Linked DNA regions of Sus scrofa: region 1 is linked to region 2. A link is a contact called in public HiChIP or PLAC-seq data. All regions are on one chromosome and are shown on one strand. Each heading gives the region's core, a stretch centred on a gene start, on an enhancer-like site or on the middle of the called end of the contact. The rest is flanking DNA. Distances are from core to core; before and after follow the strand shown. Region 1 overlaps VPS54 (vacuolar protein sorting-associated protein 54). Region 2 has its middle 25 kb from the start of AFTPH.

Evidence for each region. HiChIP or PLAC-seq counts read pairs in DNA pulled down with a chosen protein or histone mark.
Region 1: an H3K27ac HiChIP or PLAC-seq map of alveolar macrophages shows a contact between it and region 2. The contact joins two enhancer-like sites. A contact is called at or near these places in 1 of 47 Hi-C or Micro-C datasets (embryonic fibroblasts) and 1 of 2 datasets of contacts at active chromatin or transcription factors (alveolar macrophages).

The regions. Positions count from the first base shown.
Region 1 is chr3:77,964,163-77,970,953 of Sscrofa11.1, reverse strand. It overlaps VPS54 (vacuolar protein sorting-associated protein 54), which reads right to left. Exons shown (of 23, transcript XR_002342640.1): 21 at 2,466-2,535; 22 at 64-158. Among named protein-coding and RNA genes, the nearest start is that of UGP2, 63 kb to the left of the region's middle. Within about 2 kb of position 4,908, at least 1 of the 83 cell types and tissues checked has an H3K27ac peak or open chromatin away from gene starts, as enhancers often do. A contact at or near this core is called in alveolar macrophages, where this site is marked.
Region 2 is chr3:77,443,796-77,450,920 of Sscrofa11.1, reverse strand. No RefSeq gene overlaps it. Among named protein-coding and RNA genes, the nearest start is that of AFTPH, 25 kb to the right of the region's middle. Within about 2 kb of position 3,495, at least 46 of the 83 cell types and tissues checked have an H3K27ac peak or open chromatin away from gene starts, as enhancers often do. A contact at or near this core is called in alveolar macrophages, where this site is marked.

The sequences.
Region 1 (6,791 bases), core at 3,659-6,158, 520 kb before region 2:
TGCAGTGGAAAAGCAAACAATTCAATATGGAAGAATGTGATAAAAAGTATGTTGAAAACATACCCATTTTGAGGTCCTCCATCATTTATCACATTTAAATGAGACAACTGCTTTTTCAAGTGGAGTTTGTAACTTGCATTAATTCTTAAAAATAACATCTGGAAAAGAAAATTAACTTTCTTAAAGCTCTATTGACATAGAAGATGTAAGAATCTGAGTATTATTTGGAGAAAATATTTTTAAAAGACCTTTGTTTTGGCATAAACTTTTAAAATGCTCCTCTGAAAGCATTTCATTGCTATGTCAGTACAGTTTTTCTCCTTAGTTGAATAAAAGCTCTTTTTCTGCTTTTCAGCAACACTTCTTTTAATGATATGACTTATCACTCTGTTTCTGTGCCTTCGAAGTCCTCTGGGATATGTAAGTGGAATCAACCATACAGGTAAAAAGAATAAAAAGAGATGGAGATTTCCGCAATGTATTAACTAGGAACTTGATAGAGAAAAAAAAAATGGTAGAGGCAAGGCTACTATTAGCCTTCTAAATTACCTGAAAGTATTTATTGCTCCATATACAGATTTTTTAAAAATAATGGCTATAGAATGCAGCGGCTTGATGTGGGACCTCAGTTCCCAGACCAGGGATTGGACCCAGGCAGCAATACTGAAAGCACCGAATCCTAACTACTACACTACCAGGGAACTCCCTACATGCAGATTTTTAATGCAATGGCCTAATACTTCTTTGGGAAATACCTGACCTGAAATTATATAGAATAATCTATGGAAACTATTTTGTGAAATATATTTCTCATGGGAAAAAATACATAAAGTCATCTCTGGAAAAGTTTTATGGAATTACTGGTACTCAAGTGATGATGCTGACAAAATCTGTAACTTTTACCCAGGTTTGACACGAGTTCCCTTTAAATAATGATGCAGATAAAAACACATTAGGAGTTCCCACTGTGGCTCAGTGGGTTAAGGACCAACATTGTCTCTGTGAGGATCCCGTTTCAAACCCGGCCTGGCTCAGTGGATTAAGGATCCAGCACTGGTGCAAGCTGCAGGGTTGGTTGCAGATGTGGCTTGGATCTAGCGTTGCTGTGGCTGTGGTGTAGCCCTCAGCTGGAGCTCTGATTCTACCCCTAGCCAGGGAACTTCCATATGCCACAGTGCAGCCATAAAAACAAAAAAACAAACCAAAACCAAACAACGACAACAACAAAAAACCACATTAAATACTAAATACTAGAGCTAAGCTCTGCTCTAGAATTAGAACTCAGATGGCAAATCCAGAAGGTCAGAATCTCAGAGGTGGGGGATCTTAGATGTGGAATGAAAAGGATGGCTTGGCTAGGAAGATTGAGAAAGAAAAAGGAAATCCTAGTGGGTGCTCCACATGTCAAGTCTCCTCAGTCCTCAATGAGCCCCGAAGGAGTTTGACGATGATATTTAATCAAAAGGTGGGTATGATTAATGAAAACCTGGGGAAGTATGAAAATATGGTAATAGCTAGTACGGGATGGAAGTGTGAGGTGGCACGGGAAAGGAGACCAGCAGGAGCAAGAGGGCAGGGAAAAGACACTAAAAAAAGCTACTCTCTGCTCCCAAATACCACTTCCATGTACTCAACCAATTAAGAGACAAACTGAAATAACAAACTTGTCTGAAAAGCAAAAATCCCAGTGGAAGTTAAGATTATTAGTCATATAACAACTAGGTTTGTATTAATCATAACATTCACCTGGCATAACGGGACCAAACTAAGATAGGTAAAGGAAACTGGCAAAAAAGATATACTGGAAGCTTTAAAGTACTAGGTGAGGAAATAGAGGGAAACTGGGGGTAGGAATGTCACCAAAAAGTAATAGAGTAGGGAAGACTATAGGGGCAGAGGGTGGATAGTTCATAGGTAGGAGGTCCCATTTTGCTATTTCCTGGCTGTGCCTACTACACATCATTTATGCCGATCCAACAGATATTAATGTTATGGCATATTAATTGAGTTACTTTATATGCCACCTCATTTTTAAGCCCATCACAAATTCCTCCCCTATCCAATTTGGATTATAATCATAGTAACATACTCTAATATTTTATTAATAAATGCTAATTTTGATTTTCAAACTAATAATGTAATAAATGATGTAAGTAGAAGCTGGGACCTCTGATGACCCAATGGACAAAGGAAAATCTGCTGTTTAAAATTACTGACCAAAAAAAAAAAAAATCACAGACCATACAGCAAAGCTATTATTGCTCTGCACTGTCAGAGTAAGGGGCACTTTGAAATCAGAAACATTATCCATGCTCCACAAATCAATATAACAACCAGAAAAAAATAATAATCATATTAGAATATGAGCTAAACCTAACTAGGCCAAAAGTACATTAAAAAACACTCTAATTTTGCATGCATATTATGTTATGTATAATGAAGTAGTTTTAGGAATTAGTACTCACTTGTGTTTGTTCTTCTGGAAGGAGATCAAATATAGCTTCATGCATTTTTGTCATTTGCTTACAAATATTCCTGAAACAGGCAGAAGGAACAGGAGCTTTCACCTCATACTGGCAGGGAAAAATAATGAGAATTATGTCCGTGTCCTTTGGATTGCATTTTGTCCCCTCTATTCCCTAAGACATAGTTTCTGTCCCTACACTTCTTAACTCTGATATAGCTGAAGTTCACACTATATCAGAGTTAAACTTACAGGGATACTCATGCACGTCTCAAGAACCTCTTGTTAAAAATCTTAATCGATCTTGAAAAAGCCAGCATAATTTAGTGGCTAAAAACTTAGGCTGCTTCTTTCCGTAAGATGGATTGCTTGGATTTAAATTCCAACTCTTAAAATTCTTAACTATATGACATTGGGTGAGTTACTTCTCCACACTGTGTATATTTCTCTATATCTCAAAGAGCTTGCTATGAGCATTTTTTAAAAAACGGATCATAAGAACACAAAAACAGTTCTTGATACAAAGAAGGTACTCAAAAAATGTTAGTTCCTATTCTGGCTCAATATACAATGATGAATCATTACAGTAGGCCCTCTAAATTAACAGATTATTTTTTAAACATGATTTTAAAAATGTGTTCAACATGATCATATCTGAAATCAATATAACTGATAGAATTAAAATGTTCTTTTTCTTTTGTAGGTGGGACAATATAGTAATCAATTTACCCTAAGGTTAAGAGAAGACTTTTTCAATGATCTGTACTTAATATTTTACTCATCTTATATTCAGAACAGTATACTAGTATGACTTGGACAATCACCTTTTGACCCACATTTTACAATTCGCAGCTTAATTTATATATCATTTTCATTTATAAGGAAAATTTGGACTAAATAATATTTTAGATGCACAAATCTTATATGGTTTATTAAAATGATGAGTTCCAATACACTGCTGCAGCAGGACCATGGAGAGGCTATGTTACTGCGCCAAGATAAGCAAAGTTGAAACCACTCAAGGATTTCTCTCCCTAGCCTAGAAATACATCCAACATTCCTTTATCTTATTTATTAATAACAGTTTTAAGATATAATTTGCATACCATAAAAATCATTCCTTTAAAGTGTACGACTGTTTCTTAGTAAACTCAGTTACACAATTATTCACTAACTTCTAAACATTTTCATCACCCCAAGAAAAAACCCCATTCCCATTAGCATGCATTCAGCCCCTGCAACCACTAATCTCCAGAAATGGAATCACACAACATGTGGCTTTTTGTGACTGGCTTCTTTCACTTAGCATGCTTTCAAGGTTCATCCATGTTGCAGCACCTGTCTGTACTTCACCCTTTTTATGGCTGAATGCTATTCCACTGCATGTTATACCATAGTTTATCCAATAATCAATGGACATTTGGGTTATTTCTACTTCTTGGCTATTATGAATAATAATGCCACAAACATTCATGTACAGGTTTTTGTGTATACAAGTATCAATTCTGAGTATATACATAGAAGTGGAATTACTGGGTCAAAAAACTCCACGTTCAATCTTTTGAGGAAAGGCCAATATGTTTTCCAAAATGGCTTTACCATTTTACAATCCCACCCAGCAGTATGAGGGTTCCAGTTTCTCCATATTCTCACCAACACTTATTATTGCCTTTTTTATTTTAGCCTTCTAAGTGGGTATGAAGTAGTATCTCACTAATATCCCGTTATCTTAACTACTCCCCTGTCCTAAGCTGCATAATATCCTCCTAAAATTCATGTCCATCTGGAGCCTCATAAGATCATACTGGACTAGAGTGGGCTCTAAATCCAGTGGGTGTCTTCATAGAATAAAGGAGAGGGAAATATAGACACAGAGACACACAGAGGGAAGAGGGCTATGTGACGACAGAGGCAGAATTGAAGCAATGCATCTACATGCCAAAGAATGCCAACAATTGACAATAAGCACCAGAAGCTAGCAAGAGGCAGGAAGAATACTTCTCTAGAGCCTTCAGAGGGAGTGTGGTGTAGGAACACTCTGATTTAGGACTTCTGTCCTCCAGAACTACAAGAGAATAAATATATGTGTTCTAAGCCACTCAGTTTATGGTAATTTGTTATGGCAGCCCTGAGAACTAGTACTCCCCCAAAACCTTCCTTCACCACTGCTTTCTCCATCTTACCATCACCACATATCTTCATTCACTTAAACTTGATATTGTACTTCTTAATTCTCAACCCTTAAAATCTGGTTCTTGCCACTACACAAGCTACCTTCCCTCCACTGTTAACAATCTTTCGAAACTTTTCTCTGGAAAAAAAAAAAAAAAATCACTAAAGAAGTCCTAAATTGCAAATTCAGTAGTTTTTCTTGTTCCCTTTCCTCATTGCTCTGCAGTACTACACATAATCTCACACTATCCTGGTGTAGTCCAAATGCTTTCCCAATTCTGCCCCTCCTAATCTTCCCCTTTTTCTATCTCCTGCCACCTAAGTGCAAAGTTATTTTAACATTAATCCCTGCTTGTCTTCCTCATTTTTCTCTTATTAATATCATTCAATCTCATGGCTTCTAATGTATCTAATGTATCTCTAGTCCTGAACTACTGACTGAGTTTAAGTCACACATTTATTACATGTTCCAGTCCATTATTGAGTTTACCATGAGCTGTCCCAAACCTTCTCCTCTTACTTATTTCAATTACTACTGCTGGTACTACAAATCCTGCTGGGTCACATAGACCTGAAACTTCCAACTCAGTTTTTATTCCTTCTTTTCTTTGTATTGAATTAGTGGCTAAGTCCCATCAAATATACTTTCCAATTATTTTATACATTAGTACTCTAGGTCAGAATTCCTCAACCTTTACACTACTGACACTTTGGGCTAAATAATTTTTGTTGTAGAGGCCTTCCTGTGTATTGTGTATTTTAGGATGTTCAGAGGTATCTTTGGCCTCTACTCACTAGTTACCAGTATCATCTGTGACAACCAAAAATGTTCCCAAGATTTCTGAATGTCCTCTGGGGACAAAACTGTCTCATTTGAGAAACCCTGCTCTAGGTGAGACCTTACTACTTCTCACCTGAAAAAAATACAGCATTTTAACAATATTAGTTAAATCCAGATATTAGTTCAACAAACATTTAATAAAATTCCTGGTACATGGTAAGCTCTAAATAAGTATTTTCTTGGGTGTGCATATGTATGTACACATGCACACAGGTTTGTACATGTATGTATGTGTATGTGCATGCTTGAATGAATGTGTCAGCCAGAGTATACAAAGATTAATCAGAGATAGTCCCTTTGGACAGCTGACTGTCTAAAAGTTGTTGTTGCAGAAAGTGAACAATGCATGCTACAAGAAGATGGGTGAAGGACATTTAGGTGACAGCCATTTAGATGGCTTCCTAAGCAGCACACTCAGGCTGCTGAGTCTTTAAAGGAAAAAAATTAAGTGAAAGAATTCCAAATAGAGGACGTGCCATATCACCTCAAATCCATTCTGCACACTATCTGATTAACCCTTTCTAAACTATAATCATGTGATTCATTAGCTTAAAAATTCTAGTTTTGTTTCTGTTTAAAATTTAGAAAACTTCAAGAGAATGTCATTACTAGCCTAACCACAAGAAAAAAACAGGAATAATTTATAAAATCATAAGTTTTCTTAAACTTATCAGAGAACAGAGGTCACAGGAACAAAGGGAACTAATTCCAAGGAGTGACAAGGCCCTCCGAGGAGAGAAAGGACACAGGAATCACTTCTGGCAAACATAGCAAGAGCAGGTTACCACCCCAGAAGCAAATAAAAAAACAACTAACATTTTAATGAATTCCCAAAGGCCAAGTGGACTACCACATGTTCAGAATGAGTGAGAACCCCAGCCACAAGGGGAGTTTGCACTCACTCAACAGCTCTCCATGGGCCTCCAGCAGGTGCTCACAAGCAACAGTGGGGTCAGGGAGGAGAGGGTCACTCCCAGTAACATAGGCAAGCAGAAGGTAAATTGGCTGCTACTCAGGAAAAGGAACAAATGCCAGCCACTCCCCCAAACCCTCCTCACATACAAAGCAAAAGCCTAAAGTCACTGAGAAGGGAGAAGGACTCCAAACTCTTTCATCCACAAGGTCACTGTGTGAGGGGTAGAAACAAAATATGCCTGGTCTTCAGGGAATGGAGAATAACACCTTAAGCCCAGGATCTTACATCAATCAAAGCAGAGGTTGGCTACCACTGGAGGTGGGGATGAGAACACTGAGAAGGCTCCACACCCAAGGACTCACATTACTTAATTTCAAGACTTGTAATAGTGCTATAGT
Region 2 (7,125 bases), core at 2,246-4,745:
GTTTTCCATCTACTGCTGTATAACAAATTACCCCAAAGCTTAGCAGCTTAAAGCAATGAACATTGATGATCTCATGGTTCTATGGGTCAGGAATGTGAGCGTGGCTTAGCCGGATTGTCCAGCTCAGGGCCTCTCACAGGCTGCAGAAGCAGGCCAGGGGAATTCCCACTGTGGCAAAGTGGGTTAAGAAGCCAACTGCAGCAGCTCCGGTTGCTGTGGAATTGCAGGAAGTTCGGGTTCAATACCTGGCCCAGCACAGTGGGTGAGGGATCCAGCATTGCCACAGCTGTGGTATAGATCACAGCTGCAGCTCCGACTCAGGATTTAATCCCTGGCCCGGGAACTGCCATATGCTGCAAGTGTGACCAATAAAAAAGAAGATGGCCAGCGTGGCCCTCACTCAAGGCTCAGATGGGGAAGCGTCCTCTCCCAAGCTCACTCAAGACCATCCCCCAAGTGGTCATTTCATTGGCAGGACTCAATTCCTTGTGGGCCACTGGGTTGAGAGTCTCAGTTCCTTGCCAGCTCTTGGCTAGAGGTGACCGTCAGTTCCTTGCAACATAAGCCTTCCCATAAGGCAGCTTATAACATGGCAGCTGGCTTCATCAGGGTGCACAAGGGAAAGGGGGGATCACAGACTTTGGTAAAATAATGTCAGAAAGGATATCCCATCACTTTTGTCATATTTTACTCATTAGAAGTAAGTCACTAGGTCAAGCTCACACTCGGGGCGGGGGGAGATTACATGAAGTCCTAGACACTAGGAAGTGGTGATCACTGGGGACCTAGAAGGCTGATTACCTCACTACCCTTCTGGTGAGAGCAACCTTCCTTCCTCTGTAAAGGCACATATGATTCTGGTACGACCTCTCTCCATAATACCTGCCCTCCCTGGTTTCTGAAGCCTAGATCCATGCCAAACACACACCTCAACAAATCCGAATGGGTTGATAAGCCCAATATATATCAGTCTCTCAAGCAGAGGAGCAGACAGTCTGATTGGGACAAGGACACACCCCTTGGTTTCACCGCCTCGTTGGGCATTTAGGAATTTTGTCAGGCGAAACTCTGATGTGTGTTTGTAAAACTGCTCCTCCAATGAAACCACCAATTGCTCAAGTGAAAAGTAATAATTCCTCACAACTGGCAGGGCAACCCATCAGTAACCAGCATGCAGCCCAGTGCTAACGGGTGCGGTGCTGCTGGTTTGGAAGCCAACCAAAGAGCCAGCCAGTAAACATGACGGTTGCCTGGGTACATAAACACCAAACCAGCTTCTCATCGCTTCATCCCCGAGACAGTCCAGTCACAGCATCCGTGACATCCACAAGCGGTTGCTTGTCAGCTCTTGTCAAATGCAGTGGCCAGAGCCAACCACCCCCAAAATGCAGATATTCAGGACAAAAACACAGAAGCAGCAGTTTTTATAAGAAGCTAGGCAGCGTTTGTGTGTGAGTATTCAGAAAAAGTGGTATTTTTTCTAAGGCGAGTATAAGACAAGGGCCTGTGTGAAAAGAGAAAATTTCTCTCCTTCTAAGACCACATTCTTTCCTCCAGCTAGAAGCTGGGCAGGACTGGAAGGGAAAATTTAGTTTGAATTTTGTACCCACCCGACTACAGAAAGGCCCTCTGGGGGACAGTCTGCTGGACTACATAGGGCTGACCACGTGGCACTTCATTTCTCACTTGTGTAGATCCTAGGGAAGCAATGCAAGTGCTTTTGGAATCTATAAGGAGAGCAGGGTAGGAAATGAGAAACCTTCGTGCCTAAGGTGGCATGAATAATGGGAACAAAAGATTTTAAATGCAAAGTTCAATCCCTTGTGTTGATTGGGATTCAACTCCAGGGCATAGTGGGGCTTTCAGGATTACAGTGGGTGGCCTCTTACATGAAAGGAATTCAGTGGAACTCTCTTACCCCCAATCATTGTCCCCATCTCATTTGTTTAGCTATACCAAGCCTGGTTCCCAAAAGCAATGTGTCCTCATCCTGTGTAGGCCTCAGGGGGCTACCAATGGTTTTTAAGCAAGAGAACTTCATCATCAAATATGACTTTCAGAGCATTGGAATCAGTGCTGAGGATGGAATTAGAGAAAACAGAGGTGACTAGCCATCCAGATGAATCCTAACCAGTGACTGTGGAGGAGAGAGGATAGAGATTATTTAAGAGATAGAATAATTAGGATTTCTTGGCTGGCTGAATGTGGCACAGAGTAAAAAAATAAAAAATAAATAGCTAGAAAGTTTCTTGTTTAGGAGATTTTGTGAATGATGACACCACCAAAGCAGACTAACAACATAGGAGGAGGAGCATTCTGCAAAAAAGGAGAGATAAAAAGCATGAGGAACACTTTAGTGAAAAGTGCCACATCATGATGTGTCCTGCTACAAGTGCAGGGGACAGATAATGTTGCTAACGAGGGTCACTTGTTGCCGCAATGGTTGGTTGTGAGTTGACCTCCAGCTGCATCCTGTGAGGTTGCTCTGTCTCACGTCCACGGCCGGTCTTACATGCAGATCTCGCCCCATGGCATGATCACTATGGCCATTAGAGGAACTCTGAGACTGTAGGAATGGGGCAGAACAGGCCTAGAGCCACCCTTAGAGACCCACCTAGGAGGCCTCTCCTACTGACAGTGGGCCTGGCGTATACCACTTTCATATGTTCTAAATATCTGGAATTTGGGCAGAAATCTGCGGTAGTGGGAAACTGAGCACACCAGGGTAGATATTCTGACTGTTGTGATCATCCTCAGGCCCTAATCAGACCTCCCAGCCTGAAGGATGAAGAGGGAAGAGGAGTCCTTTCCAAGCAGACTAGTCTTCTCTCCCCACCCCAAACACCTTCTACCCATGTCAGAGCCTCTGCTGCTTCTTCTTCCTTGCCCCCAAATTGTCTTCCTCCTCCACACTGGGCAAGTCTATTGGCCAGGCAGCTTCCTTCTGAATGGCAGTTACTGCCTCCCTCTGGACTTGATAGGCTGTTTGCTGCACAAATAGAAGGCTTTTGTTCAGCTTGGGGTTTTTTTTATATTGATTATTTACTTTCACCTTGTTTTAAATAAAAGTTTGAGGCACCCTGCAGTATAATTTTTTTTTTTTTTAAGATAATGGAAGGACTGGCGGATGCCTTGCTTGGGGCTGACTCCGAGGAGGAAATGTCGAGGCGCCCCCTTCTGGCAGGTTTTGCTCCTGCAGCCTTCTGCTCCGCCGAATGCTGCAGCTTTTGGGAGGCCCTGCGCTGTTTCACGAGGGAGAATCACCCAGCTTCAGAAAACGCTCTCGTTTTCTGAAACAGTGGTCAGTGTCTCCTGCTAGACTGACCATGTTTAAAATTCATTCCATCATTTTCTGCCCTTCTCTCTCACTAGTTCTTGCACAGATCTTCAAACAAATATTAATTTGTTCTTCCGTGGAACATTTCCTGGGCCCTGACGCTGAGGCAGCACTTTGCTAGCAGGGTGAGCTTTCAGGCGAATGAAGCGCACTCCCTGCCCCGGGAGTCCGGCATCAGCAGAGCTGCCCACTTTCGGTAGTAGAGCCCTCGCCAGCCCAGGCTGGGAACAACTCAGAGTAAAAGAGCTCCCCTGTCTAGGGCTCGGACTCAGGCCCGTGGGTAACTTTAGCGTCTATCTAGAATTTTCAGGAAATGGGCGTATTTAATCGGGAGTTACCTTCCTTGTTATCCTGGTCCTTCGTCTAGGCTGAGGCAGAACGAGGCTGCCCCCTGCAGGTGGGAAGAAAAGGTACGCATCCTGAAGGGGGCACTCCTAAGCTCCTCCTAGGTGACCTTCATCGCAGAAGCCTCCTTCCACTGGGCGGAGGTAGACTAGAGCAGCGATGCTTGCTCGACAGGTGAGCCGCAGACGAGCGGCAGGGGCAGCACCTGGGAACTTGTTAGAAAGGTGAATTCTCAGGTCTTACCCTAGTGCTACTGAAAGGCAACTCTGGGAGTGCTAAGTCCCCCCTTAGCAAACCCTCCAGGGAATTCTGATACACCTCAAGTTCGAGAACCACTGGTCGGGAGCGAGCAGCGTAGCCACTTCCAGAAGCTTCTAGATTGCTTGGCTTCGCGAGACTTCGTCTCTCCTGCCTCATATCAGCCTCAGAACCACAGCATTTCAGAGGTACCTACTGCATACCCCTTCCCTTTACAAATAAGAACAATGAGGCGCAAGGGCGTGTGGTTTGCCCAAGACAATCCTGTCAGGGATTCTCCCCTGTGCCTCCCAGATGACACCAGAGGAAAAGGGAGGCCAGGGAAGGTGACTCTCCCAGGGTTCCTAAGACCTACCTGCTCTGGGTTTGGGGGCTCTCTCCTTTCGCCGGTATGTCTCTCCCACGCCGGTGCCTGAAGTACCGGCAGCTGTAGACCCACGGGATGGGTCTCTCTCCATCCCTCGTCTTGTCTTGGGCGGGCGGTGGGGGGTTTGGGGGGGCGGCGTTGATGTTCCCTTCAGCCTTCTCCTTTGCGATTGCCATAGTCCTGCCTGCAACTCATTCAGAGACCAAACAGGAAGGGCCCGGCTGTGAAAGGATCACAGCAGGATTTGGTTTTGTTTTTTATCAATCTCCAGGATCTGTAACTACTTGTCAATCACAGAGAGGTAGGAAGCCACCAGAAAGAGGAAAACACATTCCCTCTCTGCGGGGTCATGGGGTACAGATAGATGTCTTTGCTGGTAAGTGCCAGTGTCTTTTTGGCAGGTTGGAATGAAGGAGATGCTCTGCCTTCCTCTCCTCGAAATGTCCAGATGCTGATTTTCTAGAAGGGTGGTGAGGGGAGGAGAAAGAGAAAAGGAGTTCCTTGGTGGCCTAGAGGTTAAGGATTTGGCATTGTTACTATTGTGGCTCAGGCTGGATCCCTGGCAAGGTCACACCAAGAAAGGGGGGGGGAGAATAGTATCTTTATTAATATGAGAATGTTTGTTAACATCATCAGAGGGGTTTGGTCCCCAAGAGATTATACCTTGAAGACACAGCTCTCTCTCAAAGACTGGTAAATTGATCAGCCCCTTTTCTAAGTGCTGCACTCAGCCACAGAGGGTCCTCCTGTACCTCTCCATTTATTATGGCCTTTGCAACAGGTCCAGTGCTCTTGTGTTTCAAGACATTACTACACATGCTCTTCTGCCCCTTTTCAGGTGGACAGGGCGGAAAGGGACTTTATACAAAGGAGAAGCTGCCCTTCTCACCCAAGGTGGAGGAGTCATTTTTACAGAGGCTTTAGTTGAATGCCGCACCTGAAAATATTGAAAAAGCACTGGGGGGAGATCAGCTAGTAATAGGAGGACTGTCCTTTTTCACATTTGCAGTGGGAGCTCCACTTCCTCTTGGGAGGTGGGCTTTGCACAAGTCTGTTCCACTCAGAGGAGCCTAGGCAGGTACTTGCAGCATGGCTGAACTTGGAGACTAAAATTAGAAGACATTCCATAAACATTAGGTGTTATCATTATTATTATTTTCATGGCCAAGTGTTGCCCAGCAGCTACCAGTTACCAGGCTGCTATATGAGCTGGAGAAATGAGTATATCCACAGCAGCCAGCCTGCCCTGAACTGGGGGCCCCGAACTGGGGACCCCCTCCAAATGTTTTGCTCTGGATAAGAACCCTGTGACCTTTCTGGGATGAGGAAAGGAATCCCTCAGAACGACGAAGACTGAATTTCTCTCCAGCCCTGCCAATGGGAACTCAGAGTCAGACTCTTATGATGATTTCAAGAAAATAATGTAGCTTTCTAACCTGAGATGATAAAATAATGCTCCTTCCCATCCCACCGAAAATTGAAAGAAAGAACCATCTAGACACACAATAGGGTCCTGGCATGAAAGATCTACTAAACATATCTAACTGCTGCAGATGAAATAAATATGACTTTGGAGAGGTGTGGAACAAGAGAGGTGGAAAGGCAAACAGGAGATGGGGTCAGGAAGAAGAAAAATGTACCAGCAAGGATCGTGTTGGAGGACATATCTGGAGATACTAGAAAATGACTATAAGTGCCTCTCCCTATAGGAGCCAGTCCTGAACACATGATCAGAACAACCAAGGTGGGAGCAGTAGACACCATACATCAGAGGGGCTGCTGGTGGCCAAGAGTGGCATGTGGCTCCAAGGAGCCAAGTTTGTCTGCAGTCAAAAATGTTTGAACTCCACAAATCAGCAGCCCTAAATGTGTTAGATTTCTGAAATGTTAAAATCCTGGAAAGGGATTTACTGCTCATCTAATCTGACCCCCTCCATTTCATAAGCGAGGAAGCAGAGACTCGGAAACATGAACCAGCTTGCCCAAAGTCACATTAAACTTGTCAGGATGCTTTCATTCACAGTGACAGAAACACAACTCAAACCAACTTAACATGCAAAAGGGAATGTATTGGCTGGTGTAACGGTGGGGACCACGACTGGTCCCCATGCCAGGGCTGAAACAGAAATTTGCATGTGAACAATTCTAGGATTTGTAGCAGAGACAAGAGGAGAAATAGACTGTTGTCACAGTGTACTGGGAAGATACAGGCAGGCATGAGGCAGCCTGGAATTTACAAGACTTTTATTAAAAACTCATTGTGGTCCATTTCCCAGAACAAAATAAATCAAACATCTGCTTTGCGGGAGGCAGGAAACTGCTTGCAACTCTAAGTGGCACTTTTTTTTCCAAGGACTTCTCAATAAGGGTCTAAAACAGAAGTTGTAAACTCATGACCCATGAACTAAATCAGATCTCCAGCTGTGTTTTGTCTGACCCACATACTGGGATATTTTTTTTAAAAAAAATTCATTTACTTAACAAATAAATGTGGAGCACTTGGTATGTGCCAACTACTATGCGAGTCTTTGGGCACACAAAAGTGAGCAACACAGGACCAAAAAAAAATCCTTACCTTCACAGACTTTGATTATAGTGGTAGGAAATGGGCAGATCAATCAATACGTTTTTAAAATTACTATTTATTTAGAAGATAATAAATAGTATGGAGAAGGAAAACTAGGGAAGGGCGAGGGAGTATAAGGTGGGAGGAAGATTGCCTTGTGGTTTTAAAGAGGATGGTCAGGAAATGCTTCACTGAGAAGGTGACATTTGGGCAAAGACACGAAGAGAAGAAGCAGGGAGCCTTGCAGGTGTC